4 separate regions of the Mus musculus genome follow, and all the other regions are linked to region 1. A link is a contact called in public HiChIP or PLAC-seq, Micro-C and promoter capture Hi-C data. All regions are on one chromosome and are shown on one strand. The core of a region is the stretch at or near the end of the contact, and the rest is flanking DNA. Distances in the headings are between cores, read along the strand shown.

Region 1 (3,118 bases), core at 263-2,762:
CCCCTCTCCTACCAGAGGGAAAGGCTCCAGGCAACCTTGAATGTGCACTGCTCTCACAGGGCCCCTGGTCCTCCAATCCCTCACTAGACAATGTCTGTGTGCTTTCTCCCTAGAACCCTGGCCTCTCCCATATTCAGTCTCAGCATACACACTAATCTCTCTGGAAATGTTAGGTGACTGCACCAGCTAGCAAACATTGCAAGGTGGAGGGTGGGCATAGACAATAATTCAGGAATCACAAAATTCAACAATCCCTTTTTATTTAGTCCTTGATGTAAACACAATGTCAGTGGACCCTAGAAGCTTACAAGTCTTGGGGTGGGGGAGGCGTTAAGTCCAGAAGAGACTGAAGGGTGGGAGAGGGGAGGTGATCACTCGCTGTCAAGGAAGCCAATGGGCACCAGCGACCTCTCCCTCCCTCTCTCTCTCTCTCTCTCTCTCTCTCTCTCTCTCTCTCTCTCTCTCTCTCTCTCTCTCACACACACACACACACACACACACACACACACACACACACACACTTCCCCTAAGTCTGTCAGCTCCAGGGTGCTGAATGCAAGCAGCTGCCTGTCTTCACTTCCCTCGTCCCTCCCTCAGAATTCCTGCTCTTTAGAGGCCATCAAGCTCCTCGCTAGTATTTGAGGCCATCTTGTGGAAGGTTCAGGCATAACAGAAAGTGTGGCTGACTTCCAGGGGACTTGGTGTGGTGGACAGCAGAGCTTCGCTGAGGCTGGTCCAGGAGCTGTCCAGGGCTCTGCTCCTCACCGCAGACATCAGCTCCTGGGATCCGTATCTCGCCATCTCTACCCCAGGCCCTCACATCTGGCTCAAGTGGGTGGAGGTGGGATCACAGACCTCGAACACCACTGTTCTTTGTCCCGCACAGATGACCCAGAAGCCCCCAAAGCTGTTCCCTAGAGGGGCAAGTCCAGGCCTCTGGCCAGATCAAAGGCTGGGTTCCTCCGACTCCAAAAAAGGCGACGAGGAAAAGGGGGATCCACTGGACTCGGCCACCAAGGAAGAGGGCTGCGGCACGTTGCTGTGGCCCGTGTGGGCGGGCGGCGGGGAGGTGGCGGGAGGTGGCGCGCCGTCGGGGGTGGCGCTCAACAGCTCCTGCAGGTACTTGATGTAGCGGATGGCGGCGCGCAGTGTCTCCACCTTGCTGAGCCGCTTCTCAGTCAGGGCGCCGGGGAGGTGGCCGCGGAGGCGCGCGTAGCCCTCATTCACGCACTTGACGCGCTGCCGCTCTCGCTCGTTGCGCTTCTGGATGAAGGCAGGCTCGAACGGGTAGTCGTAAACCCCGAAGGCGCCGGGAAAGGGCACGTAGGGGAACACCCCAGTGTAGGCGTCGTAGTAAGGCGGCTCGGAGTGGCCGGGGTACAATAGAAAGGGTACGTTGCTCAAGGGTTCGGTGGCTGCCAGCGGCGTCTGTCCAGCAGGGGCCACGACACCTAGCTGCATGCCCCCCGGGGGCCCACGGTCCACCAGAGCTCGGCAGAAGTTACTGTTCATTGTGCCTCGTGGAGCTGGACCCAGAGTGAGGCCCTCTGAAAGGCCTCTGCACGGGCTCTGTGTGGTCCTGACAAAGGGGACAAGTCACATTGCTAGCACTCTGGGGTGCTGCGAGTTGCTAAGGCTTCATTTTGCCTTTTTGGGTTGGCTTGGACTCCTTAATGTGAGTCATAGCTCTGGACAAGTGCAGCAGCTAGCAGAGGCACAGCAGGTATCTGCTGTGGTCGCGCCTGCGGTGACATGTGTTGAGCAATCTGAGCACTTTCTCCCTCTTCCCTGCCTGGTCCTCCTGGACTGAGAGTCTTGCCTCTTCCTGCAGTCCAAGGCCGCCAGCACTGCCCCTGGCTCTAGCTGCGAGCCTCCATGACCAGATTCCCCCAGCGCCCAATTCTTGTTCCTCACTGGATCTTTTTGCAGGATCCCGGATCTGCGGGGGATGTGGGCAGAGGCGGAGAGCCCGTCAGCTCAGCAGAAGAGTTCCCAGAACTTTGCTAAAAGTAGAGAAAAGTGAACATATCACTAAGGAAAGGCCTTTGTGGTACTCCTATCTCCAGAAACAATCAAGAGGAAAGAGGGCGGGGATTTGGAGAACTGTTGGTCTGAGCTCAAATCTAGGGTTCACTCCTCAATAGTCAAGTGACATACATCTTAGAGTCAGAATTCCATATTTGGAGAGACAGAAAACATCCTTTATAGTTCCTAAGATGAGAACCAAAAGAGTACAAACACATTCCAAAGCACCCGGTACTTGGCCTGGCAGATAACGGCAGCCATTAATATCATTTCCTCTGAGAATTCAGATCATCTCCTCAAGGCTACCTTCCAGGGCCTGACAACTAAAACTTGAGACAGTCTACTGGGACAGGGGGTTTAGAGAGATGGCTTTGTGATTAAAAGCAGGTACTGCTTTTTACAGAGGACTGGGTTTCCAGCAGCCAGGAGCTCACAACTGCCTGTAACACTCACTATAGAGGATCAGAGTCCCTTTGCTTCCAAGAGCACTGTGTCCACCTGCACATATCCATACAGAGACACATTTAACTGTAATACCATTGTTTAACGGAGCTAATCGAACTAGCAGGAGGAGTTGGAGCAACTATCTCAAGTTAGCCCAAGCCCCTCTCTGGTGAATGAAAGATAACCCTGATTACAAAGCCCTGGGGGTTAGCTATTTCAAAGCTTCCTGCCCCGCAGACTGTTGTCACCTTCCCCTTCCCTGTCCCAGGTCACATGGGTCCAGGAGGACATATGGGTCTCAAACCCTCTTGGCTTTCTCCTCTATGGCACCTTACAAGGTGTCTTCTTTTTTTCTTTTCTTTTCTTTTCTTTTTTCTATCTTTTTCTTTCCCCTTTGGCTTTTGGAGACAGGATTTCTCTGTGTAACCTTCACTGTCCTGGAACTCACTCTGTACCTGGCCAAGCTGAGCCATGTCCCTAGTATGTAATAGATGCTTCATAAATCCTGTCTGAATAACCAAGAAAGAGGATTAGGCCAAAAACTGGGTTTGCCAGGGTGGGGCATAATTACACGTAGCCATTCCCTGGTTTTAGAAAACTGTTATTTAGGAAATAATTGGTCTGTGTTGAGTTTAAGTGCTGCCAGAGC
Region 2 (2,958 bases), core at 306-2,805, 210 kb after region 1:
TCCAAACATCAGTCCTCACTGGCATTGCCTGGGTACCAGGAGTGTCAGGTGTGACTGTTACTTCTGAGAGCAGGGGCTAGACACTGGGTCTCTCTCCTGTTGGACACTAAGGCTACTTCTCTGAGATGAAGACAAAGGTTTTGAGTCCCACCCTCCCAAGCCCAGCAAGTACCACCAAATTCTGGCTTCCAACCCTTTCCTGTACACCCTCTGGTTACACAGGAATCCCTGGACACAGTCTCACCCAAGGCTACTATGAGGAGTTCTCTTGTGCCAGCATCACTTACCTTCAGCATCTTTGGCTTCTTCATCAGGACCAACCTCTAAACAAAACATGATCAATCAACAGAGGTCCTGTTCCAACTCAGATTCCCCCAAGAGCATTCCCCATGGTCAGGCAGGATATTCTGCTGGTTTGTAGGGTCAACCACAAACGAAGCTCTGTATTGACAATCATCACCCAGAAAGCAGACTGCTGCATCCCCCGAGCCCAGACAGGGACACAAGCTAGCAAGCACCTGTTGGACGACTTAAGACACCACCCCTAGCCCCTCATCCCCTCACCCTGGGCTGTACCTTCTACGTTGGCCTCCTCTGTCTCAGCCTCACCCTCAGGCTCAGGTTCAGCCCCACCAGCCTCCTCCTCCTCCACTGCCTCCTCTTGCTCTGGAGAGGTAAAAAAGACACCATGACCAACTGACCCTCTCTCTTAACGTGCAGAAAGCACCCCCAGAACAGAGATCACATCGGGAGGGTAGAACAGAGCCAGTAACATCCAGGCTCACATGATATAGGAGCCACAGACCCAAATGACAGAGGAATGCTGTTTGGCTCCTGGTTCAAACTGGAGCACAAAGCCACGCCCAGCCCAGGACTACTTCTGCAAGCAAAGATTCCTATAACCTCACCCACTCATCTACACTCTCATCCATGCCTCAACCGCCCCCCAAGTAAGTCAGTGCCCCAGAGTTCCCTGTCTGCTCCTTTGCAGGTAAAGTGAAATCCAACAGAAGGGTCCCATCTGACTGGTAAGTACCCCTAAATTTGGCTCCCTGAGAGTTTGGAAATCTGAGCTGGGTCTTCCCTAGTGTAGAAACACATTATATACATAGATAAAATATAATGGTGTGGCGGTGGGAAACACCAGTGACAGGACATCAAGACTCACTGCTGGGGACTAGTTGGGGTGAAGTTCTGTCTAGCCTCTTTCTGTCCAGTTTAGCACTAGCTTCCCCCATGACCTTCCTGGGGACAGAAATCCATCGTCTTCCCCAACTGTTCACCCCAGAGGTGCTGGCACCACAGGACAGGTCCTGACTAAACTGAGGTGCTAGGGAAAGTCTGTTGTGAATCCAGTGTCTCTTCAAGTCCTTCTTCCAAACCCAACAGAGGTTGTGCGGGCGGATGAAAGGTCCAATAGTTAGAGAGATGTGCTACCCAGAAGGTTGCCAGCAGTTTCTATTTTCATCGTTTGCTTGACAGGATGTGGATGGACCCCGCCTCTCCCAACATTCTGAAGGGACAGACAGATTAGGGAGACAGGATGCCATCCAGACCATGACTCAGCTTGGCGGAAGTGCTTGTAACATTCAGTGATTGATAGACTGACAAGTGGTGGCCCCTTGGCAGAGGGAGAAGAAACACCTCAGGACAGAAAGAACCATCAGAGGAGAGAGGGCCTCCACCCCCACTGCCTCATCGTCTCTGCCCTCCTTTCTTAGGACTGGGTCCCCACTGAAGTCCTGGGGTGCCTCTTCTTTCAACCCTCCAGGAGGTTTGTCAGGTAGCATAAGAGTAGAGGAAGGTGGCCAGCTATGGGGTCCACCCTGAGGCCACCTCTTCTCCCATTCACCCTAAGTTTCATTTTCCTGTGCCACGTGCCATGGGCCCAGTGGTCATTTAGAAGCCCAAGGAACAGGTCACACTTAGGCCTCCCTGGACATCACTGTAGGAAAGCCAGTCCTAAAATTAAGCCCCATTCTGTCTCCCCTCGCCTCCTGTTACCCCCAAGAAGCAAGTCCACCTTCACCCCACCTCTCAGCAGAACACATCTGAAAGCTGACATCATGTCCTTTCTGCTCTGGCTATTTCTGGCCTTTTCTGTCCCCAGAGCCCAACCTTGCCTTAGGCAAAACAGGGAAGGTCCCCACATGAACACTGACATGAGCAGTGGAGCAGCTGGGGTTTGTTCCTATCACAGGAATCCTTCTGTGACCATATGTGGAGCAGGTGGGAAGACAGGATAGCCCAGATCCTTCCCACTTCCCTCCCAGAAGGAAAAGAGGGAATGGGGGAGGGGTCCTAGGGTCCTGGCCCTCTGAAGTTGTTGGTCTCCCTAGCCTAAGCCCAGAGCCCAGGAGGAGCAAGAAAGCAGGGACAGGCACAGGATAGGGAACGCTGTACTACCGTCCTCCTCTTCTTCACTCCAGTCTTCCTCTTCCGGGTGCAGGAGGTGGCGGTGGCGACAGCAAAGGGAGCAAGCAGAACAGGTTAGTGTGCGGTGCAAAGCCTGGCAGCAGCGCAGACCACAACCAGCTCAGAGTTAGGCCTGAACTCTGATTCACAAGTCAACATTCAAGCAATATGGCAGCCTCACTCCTCGTGACATGCCTGAGCCTCAAGGACCATTGCCTGCCAACCACTACTGAGGATGGAGCAGCTTAGCATGCCTAGCAACTGAAAGCATTGAGAGAGAAGCGCCCCAGCTACAGGCCCTGGCTTCTCGCTCACTGAAATGGTAGACCCCAGTAGCAGGGAGAATAGGAAAAGATTTGACTCCCCCTCCAAGTACCCCACATTCCTGCTCTGAATGAGTTTTTGGACTGTCCCACAGAACATCTACCAAATCCCAGAATCACGGGTAGGAAAGTCCCACTGGGGGCCATACTAAGGGAGCTGGCATGGGCTGTTGGAAGGCCTGGGCTCATAATCTGAGGAGCCTGACCACTTCCCCGTTGT
Region 3 (3,220 bases), core at 603-3,102, 190 kb after region 1:
GTCTTGGAAACTTCAATAATTTCCTTGCTACCAAAATAAGGGGAGTTCCCAAGGTCCCTCGGTGCTGCCAGATTATGTCAATGCCTTATGATCTCAGAGTGTCAGTCCTGGGTCTCCTGTCGCCACAGACCCCATGATCCCCAGAATGTCTGCAAACCCCAGACTTTGGCCCCATCTCACTGGCTAGGGAGAGAAACGCTCTCAGTATTGCGTTCTTGCAGGTTCCCAGAACTTCCCTGGCCCAGCCTCCTCAACCAAGCTGCTAGTGGCGGGGGGGGGTGGTGGTTCCAGAAGCCATGAGTCAGGCTATCAGAACCAACCCTGCCAGTTCCACCTCACATCCAACCACAAAGTCAGCAAAAGCCAGTCCAGGGGTTGGCTAGAAATCCCTGTCACTACATACTTTCCAGGTGGGCAAGGCAAATGGAATTTCCCCCGTGTGAACCATGCTCCTTCGGGATGGACCACACCTTCCTTTCCAATGGCCGTCAGTCCATAGAAGCAGTCTTATCTCCTGCAGCAGAGACTCCAACATCAACACAGGCTGGAGTACTCGCCGGAATGCAGAACAGTTGAGATTCAAAATAAAAGAGAAATGGAGATGTGTGTGTGTGTGTGTGTGTGTGTGTGTGTGTGTTGACCTCCCTCAAATACTACTAACCCTCCTGGGAGATGAGTGCAAGGGTCTGTCAGAGTTCAAAACACCTCCAACAAGAACCTTAGCCATTGGTGTGTGGGCGTGGGAGTAAAGGAATTAAAGTGTCCTGATGTCATTGGCACAGGCTCAGGGATGCTCAGTGACAAGGTCAACATTTTGGAAGCTCTGAACAATGAGGGAAGTCATTTTCTTCACTTGAGATTTTCAGAAACTTTAATGTCCTGAGATATTGTCTGGGCAGATAACATCGAAAGAGAGACAACACACAGCCTCCCCACGAGCCTCTGCAGAACACTTTTTAACAGAACACTGGCCAAAGAGCCAGTTTGGGCTACAACCTCAGACTGTTTAAGCTTGCATGTGGAGAGAGGTTTCATATCCTAAACCAAAGCCTCCGGAACATACCATGGCAAATCAGGACACAACAATGGATCTGCCTCTGCTAAGACTGTGTCAGAGGCAGGACTTGTAAGAGGGCTCTCGGCATGTCCAGCCCTTTGCCGGCCACGTACACAAGCTCATATAGGAGTAGGCTTTGAACGTCAGGCACACAGCCTTCTCTGTTACGTATGGAATTTGAGATGCTGTCTCTATCACCGGTCCTTTGGTACCATCTAACACATGTCCCCAGACTCTGTCTTTTCAGGGATTAAAACTCTCACCAAGCCATCATCAGAGGACCACCCTTTGAATAGCAAGCTCCCAGTCAATCCCCGAAGGATTCCTGGAGTGGCAGGCTGATTTGAGGGAGTGGTGTGGGTAGGAGAGGCAGAAGAAGTCAGAGTTAGGGCTACAGGGTGATGTGAAAGGGACCTGGGTTCAGGTAGCTGAGATGTCAAGAAAGCCAGGGTCTTGTGGAGACCTAGACTTTACAGTCAGGGCTAGAGTGTGAGACACGTGGAATGACTGGAAAATGGACACCAACATTCGGTAATTGGTGAGGTCTCTCACGGGCCCACCCTGGGACAGACAGTGCTGAAACAGGGACTGGAGTCTATTGCCAGGGTCAGCACTGACTCCTTAGACGACAGGTATGACTGGACTCTCTGTTCCTCTCCTCCAAAGAAACCAACACCATCCTGTTGGGAGATGGGAGTGTCATCAACGCCTAACTTTTACCTCCTGTAGCTGGTTGGCCACACACAGCAGGAGGCGAGGCAGAGCAGCTGACTCACCCCTCCAGAACTATCTTCCCATGACCTGTAAGTCCCAGCCTTGGTAAGGGGGAGGAGGGGAGGAGCGGTCTAGTCACAGACACCCTAAGGCTCCAGCAGGGTGGGAGGAGATGGGGACCTAAACTGTGGGAAGCTACAGGAAGTGTGTGGGACGAGGGAGCACTACCCCGTAGGAAGGCCAGCGGAGGCCAGAGGACACACTCTGACCCACGGGATCCCAAAGATCCCAGCCAATGTTCACATGTTTCCACCATGTGCTGTTGTGAGCACTGATATTTACACAAGCTCATTTAATCCCCACAAGAACCTGGTGAGGTCATTCCTACTATCATTGCCATTGTGTGGAGGAAGAAACCCAGACATAGTAACGCTGCCAAAGCCACTCAACAGATATGAGGGGGAGGAGGCACTGAACCCAGGAAGCCTGGTGCCATGGCTGTGCCTTTAATGACTCTCCAGAAGAAGCTGGTTCTGTGCTACGTGTGATTTCTCCTCTCCTGCTCCCCTCCCCTTGGTCAAGTGAGCAGGATGCAGGGCGGGTTGCTGCTGGCCAGGCCAGAGCATCCTAGCTTCAGGAATGACAGTCGCCCCAACCTCTCCCTTATGATAACCTCTTTGCTAAGCTCCCTTCCTGGTGAAGTAGGCCTGGCTTCTTTCTCCTAGATGGACTTCCTCAGACATCCAGCTACTCCCACCTGGGGGGCCCCAAATCTGTTTCCCTTTCAGAGTTACAAGGCTCTCTGTCTTTTCTAGAACTCTGTGTGTATGCAACCTGTTCAACAAGAGGCCCGGACTCTGAAAGAAAGTTATTCAGCATTCCTCACACCCAGCAAGTCATCCCTGAGTGTCACCAAGTGACACCTTGTGCTTAGGGAACAAATCCAAGCTCTGGTTGTGCTTGCAGTCAAGAGGAAAGATGCTGTGGAAACAAGATGAGCTAGGAGAATCTACAGCATGCAAGATGGAAAAAAATGGCTCTGAGAGGAGCGTGAAAGGAACTGACTGACTGACAGAGAAACACCTGCAGAGCGAGCTTAGGTGGTCAGGCATCACCTCCCTGTGATGCTGGGAAGACCCGAAGAAGGTGGAGCTGGCCATGCTGTGTCTCATCACCCTTCCCTGTAGTGCTCACTCTCTGGGGGCCCTCGCCCTGCTGGCCTGTGGGGTCTGTTACAGCTGTAGGTCCCCAATTGTCAGCTGTAGGTCCTACATAGGTCACACTTGGGTTGTTAAGGCTCCCTGATCCATCTGAAACTTGTTCTGAAGTTGCAATTCAGTGTTTCTCTTCCTCCTCTGACCAGCGTGGACTAGATTGGGGGAGGGGGGTGTCAGGTTGAGCAGAGAGGAGGCTAGGCACTTCCATGTCTGCTGCCAGGATGGGGAAGGG
Region 4 (3,012 bases), core at 447-2,946, 230 kb after region 1:
CCCCCGCACCAGCTCCACCCTCGGCGCATACCTTCCCTGGGGTGTGTCTGACCTCTAAGGCAGCGTGGGCTCCCTTTCCAGAGCATTGGTTCTCACCCTCCTTGGAGCCTATCCTTCCCCTTCACTGGATACCATGGCCCTCTCTGCACTGAGGCTGAGGTGAGGGACAGCCATACTTCAGAGCAGTGTCCTAAGGCTCTGAGGAGGAAGTCTTCAAACCAAAGGATGAACTGTGACAGACTGTGACTGAAAGACTCTGATGCCCTCAGGGAGGTGCTGAGGGGCAGCAGCTCTCAGTGTGAGAGATGCCTTGATAGGAGGTGGTACCCATACTGGGCTGCACCTGCAGTCGTAGCTCCGACCCCACAAAAGACCTGAAGACTGAAAGCCCACTTGAGAGAAGCCAAGAGGCCAATTTTACCCTGACTGGAACCTGAGGAATAGAAAGGACAGGGCTCTGGCCGGAGCCTCTGTTACCTTTAGGACAAAGGATGCCTTCCCAGTTAGGGACTCAGTGTGAGGAATTGGAAGAACGGATGCTCATTCCAACACTTCTGGAGAGGGAGGGGCAGCTCCAAGAGGAGCCACAAAGAGAGGGGCGGCCTCCTAGATACTGACCCCTCCTAGGCTTCTCTGACCCTGATAGGCTGTCCAGCAGGCAGAAATGGCAAAGATATTCTCTGACCCATTGAGATTCACAAACACAGATTGTAGCGCAGACAAGGATAACATCTTACCTCAAGTGGCATAGATACCACTCCAAATGTTGTGCTCAGAATTTGAGCCTCTCTTTGGGATGGGGTGGGGGTGCTACTTTCTCTGATTCTATTCACACACCCGGGTTCTGTTGACTCCATAAGGTGGGGCTAAAGGACACTTCCCAGATCCATTCTAAAACTCTTAACAGAGGCGCAGAGGCTGAGGGTCCGCTCAAGAATAAGTCTTGGGGTAACTCTTGAATTTTCCCAGCCCCCTAAAACGGTCCCTTGCCCTCACAGACAGTAGCACCCTGGGCTGTCCAGGCTGCGGAAAAGCCTTACCCTAAACGTACTGGTTAAGACCTAAGGGGACAGGAAGCTGAGAAGGAGCAAGGAGACCACCCGCTCTGTCACCTAGGGGGACCAGAGTTTGGTCTCAATTCTATCCCCACCGAAAAGCAACAAGACCAGTGTCTCACTTCGTCCGGAGAGCAGGCCTGTGTCTGGGAGAGGAGATCCGAAGGGGCACAGCTCCCACCCCCCAGCCTCGGGCCACCCGGCCCCTGTGGCTGCACTCACCTGGACAGCGCGGACCAGTCCTTTCTGCTGACCGACATGCTGCCGAGCCCCACGGCCGCCGCGTGCCGAGCTCCCTGCTCCGCCGCTCACCTGCGGCCCCTCCCCGCGCCAGGTAGGGTCACATGGCCGCTTATCTCAGCCCGGCTCGGCCCCGCGCCGCCGCGCTCCCATTCGCCGGCCGGAGGAGCGGCCTCTGAGGTGTGGGCGTCCCAGACAAAGCCGCGCTGATCACCGCTGGGGCGGGTCTCCCGCGCGGCCGCTCTGCGGGACGGTCGCACCGAGCTGCGGGCTGCACCCACGCCGGGGCTAGCGCGGGGCTGCTCTGCTGCCCCGGGCGAGGGCGGGAGACTTCCTGCTCAGAACCAGTTGGACCAGCTCGGCGCCGGCCCGCGTCTTCCCTGGGAGTCGCGGTCCAGAGTGCCAGGGAGTCGGGGAGGGGGTTGGGGGGAGGACGGAACCCAAAGATCGGGGTCAGGCTGAGCTCGCTGCCTGGAAATCGACTTAGCCGGCAGAAACCCAAGAGCTGGAAGGCAGGGAGAAAGGTTAGATCAGGTACCGTAGTCTTGGGTGTAGAGTGCCTGCAACGGTGAAGAAGTAAGGGGCTCCTAGAAAACACCCCGGGGGTCAGAAACTACCTGAAAGACTCGGCTTAGATAAGCAGACACTGCGTAAGAAAACCAGCCCCTCCTCAAAGGAGCTGAGACTCAAGCCCGCCAAAATAGAGTGGACACCGCTATGAAAAACCATATGCGCCAAAAGCACGGTCCTGTTCCTTGATACCCCACAGGTGTATAACTGTGTCGTAGGAAGAGGGTCCATAAGTAACTGAGATTAATACTGCAATAACCTGAGGCAACTCGGACACCACCCGTGGGAACCCGTGGGAACCCGTGGGCGAGCGCAGCACCAGCTGCTTTCCACTCGGGAACCTACCTCCTTACTGAATGTGTAAGGTCAGATACCTAGATGGGGAATTTTATTTTCCTTGAAAGATCAGAAATGGAATCAATAGCTGCTACTGGCACTGTTCAGAGAAGGCTGGGGTGCTGCCCAGCACACAGGATGGGATGTCAGAGTCTGGCCTGATTGCCTCTCGAGATCTACCTGCCTCTGCCTCCTGAAAGCTGAGGATGCTGGAATTAAAGGCAGGAGCCACCACTTCGAGCTGGAGGGGCCATTTTTGTAATCTACAAAGGAAACGAAGAAGGGGATGGGGGAGGAGTGTGTAATCAAAGGTGACACTGAACAGGAAGTGGGGTTAGCAAGAGCTTTGGGAAGCTGAACTGTGGGCCCAGAAGTGATTCACATACCTCTGCCCGATGTGAGAGGAACTGGGATTCAGGACAAGGATTCCAGAGTCAGGGATTCAGGTCAAGGGACAAGGATTCCAGAGGTCTTAGGGAGGAAGTTGACCAGAGACCAACAGAGGGTTTCTTGCCATTTGGACCTTATGATACTCCATTTGGGGACCTGTCTCCATATGGTCAAGCTGTCAACTGCATTCAACACCCATTTGAATTAAAGGTTTTAGAAAAAGCTGTCCAATAGTTCATTGGATGTTGGTGTGGGAGCTCGGAGAGACTTGGCACTGTGCGCCCCGTAGCCCATGGACAGGGGATGAGTGGGAAAGAGGAGGGAGGGAAGTTTCAATAACATGGAGTTGGAATCTGTGTCCATGTCCTGGCTTCCAAGCATTGAAAGGGAATCTCGCCTCAGAGTCGCCTCAACACTTTGC

Evidence for each region. Promoter capture Hi-C pulls out the DNA fragments that hold promoters and counts their contacts. A called contact is a pair of places that touch in the nucleus more often than the background predicts. HiChIP or PLAC-seq counts read pairs in DNA pulled down with a chosen protein or histone mark.
Region 2: a promoter capture Hi-C map of the HPC-7 cell line shows a contact between it and region 1, with 5 times the contacts expected there. The contact joins the enhancer-like site here to the promoter of Ascl5 in region 1. A contact is called at or near these places in 14 of 39 promoter capture datasets (the 3T3-L1 cell line, 3T3-L1-derived adipocytes, the HPC-7 cell line and 9 more), 1 of 15 datasets of contacts at CTCF or cohesin (the NIH/3T3 cell line), 12 of 484 Hi-C or Micro-C datasets (the C2C12 cell line, the G1E-ER4 cell line, the N1E-115 cell line and 6 more), 1 of 115 datasets of contacts at active chromatin or transcription factors (pancreatic cancer cells) and 2 of 9 other capture datasets (adipose tissue and embryonic stem cells).
Region 3: a Micro-C map of embryonic fibroblasts shows a contact between it and region 1, with 4 times the contacts expected there. The contact joins the enhancer-like site here to the promoter of Ascl5 in region 1. A contact is called at or near these places in 10 of 39 promoter capture datasets (the 3T3-L1 cell line, the HPC-7 cell line, HPC-7-derived erythroid cells and 7 more), 1 of 15 datasets of contacts at CTCF or cohesin (the NIH/3T3 cell line), 22 of 484 Hi-C or Micro-C datasets (the C2C12 cell line, the G1E-ER4 cell line, the HL-1 cell line and 12 more), 1 of 115 datasets of contacts at active chromatin or transcription factors (pancreatic cancer cells) and 2 of 9 other capture datasets (embryonic stem cells and pancreatic islet).
Region 4: an HNF4G HiChIP or PLAC-seq map of pancreatic cancer cells shows a contact between it and region 1. The contact joins the promoter of Lad1 here to the promoter of Ascl5 in region 1. A contact is called at or near these places in 2 of 39 promoter capture datasets (embryonic stem cells and liver), 1 of 484 Hi-C or Micro-C datasets (embryonic stem cells), 1 of 115 datasets of contacts at active chromatin or transcription factors (pancreatic cancer cells) and 1 of 9 other capture datasets (adipose tissue).

Annotation. Positions count from the first base shown.
Region 1 is chr1:136,049,198-136,052,315 of GRCm38.p6, reverse strand. Ascl5 (achaete-scute family bHLH transcription factor 5) reads right to left here and starts at 1,512. Exons shown (of 1, transcript NM_001270609.1): 1 at 946-1,512. The coding sequence starts at 1,512. The coding sequence ends at 946.
Region 2 is chr1:135,843,263-135,846,220 of GRCm38.p6, reverse strand. It overlaps Tnnt2 (troponin T2, cardiac), which reads right to left. Exons shown (of 15, transcript NM_001130181.2): 4 at 577-666; 5 at 288-323. Among named protein-coding and RNA genes, the nearest start is that of Tnnt2, 8.4 kb to the right of the region's middle. Within about 2 kb of position 1,555, at least 33 of the 459 cell types and tissues checked have an H3K27ac peak or open chromatin away from gene starts, as enhancers often do. A contact at or near this core is called in the C2C12 cell line, the HPC-7 cell line, the N1E-115 cell line and 2 more, where this site is marked.
Region 3 is chr1:135,861,078-135,864,297 of GRCm38.p6, reverse strand. No RefSeq gene overlaps it. Among named protein-coding and RNA genes, the nearest start is that of Tnnt2, 26 kb to the right of the region's middle. Within about 2 kb of position 1,852, at least 59 of the 459 cell types and tissues checked have an H3K27ac peak or open chromatin away from gene starts, as enhancers often do. A contact at or near this core is called in the C2C12 cell line, the HL-1 cell line, the NIH/3T3 cell line and 4 more, where this site is marked.
Region 4 is chr1:135,817,282-135,820,293 of GRCm38.p6, reverse strand. Lad1 (ladinin) reads right to left here and starts at 1,696. Exons shown (of 10, transcript NM_133664.3): 1 at 1,278-1,696. The coding sequence starts at 1,315.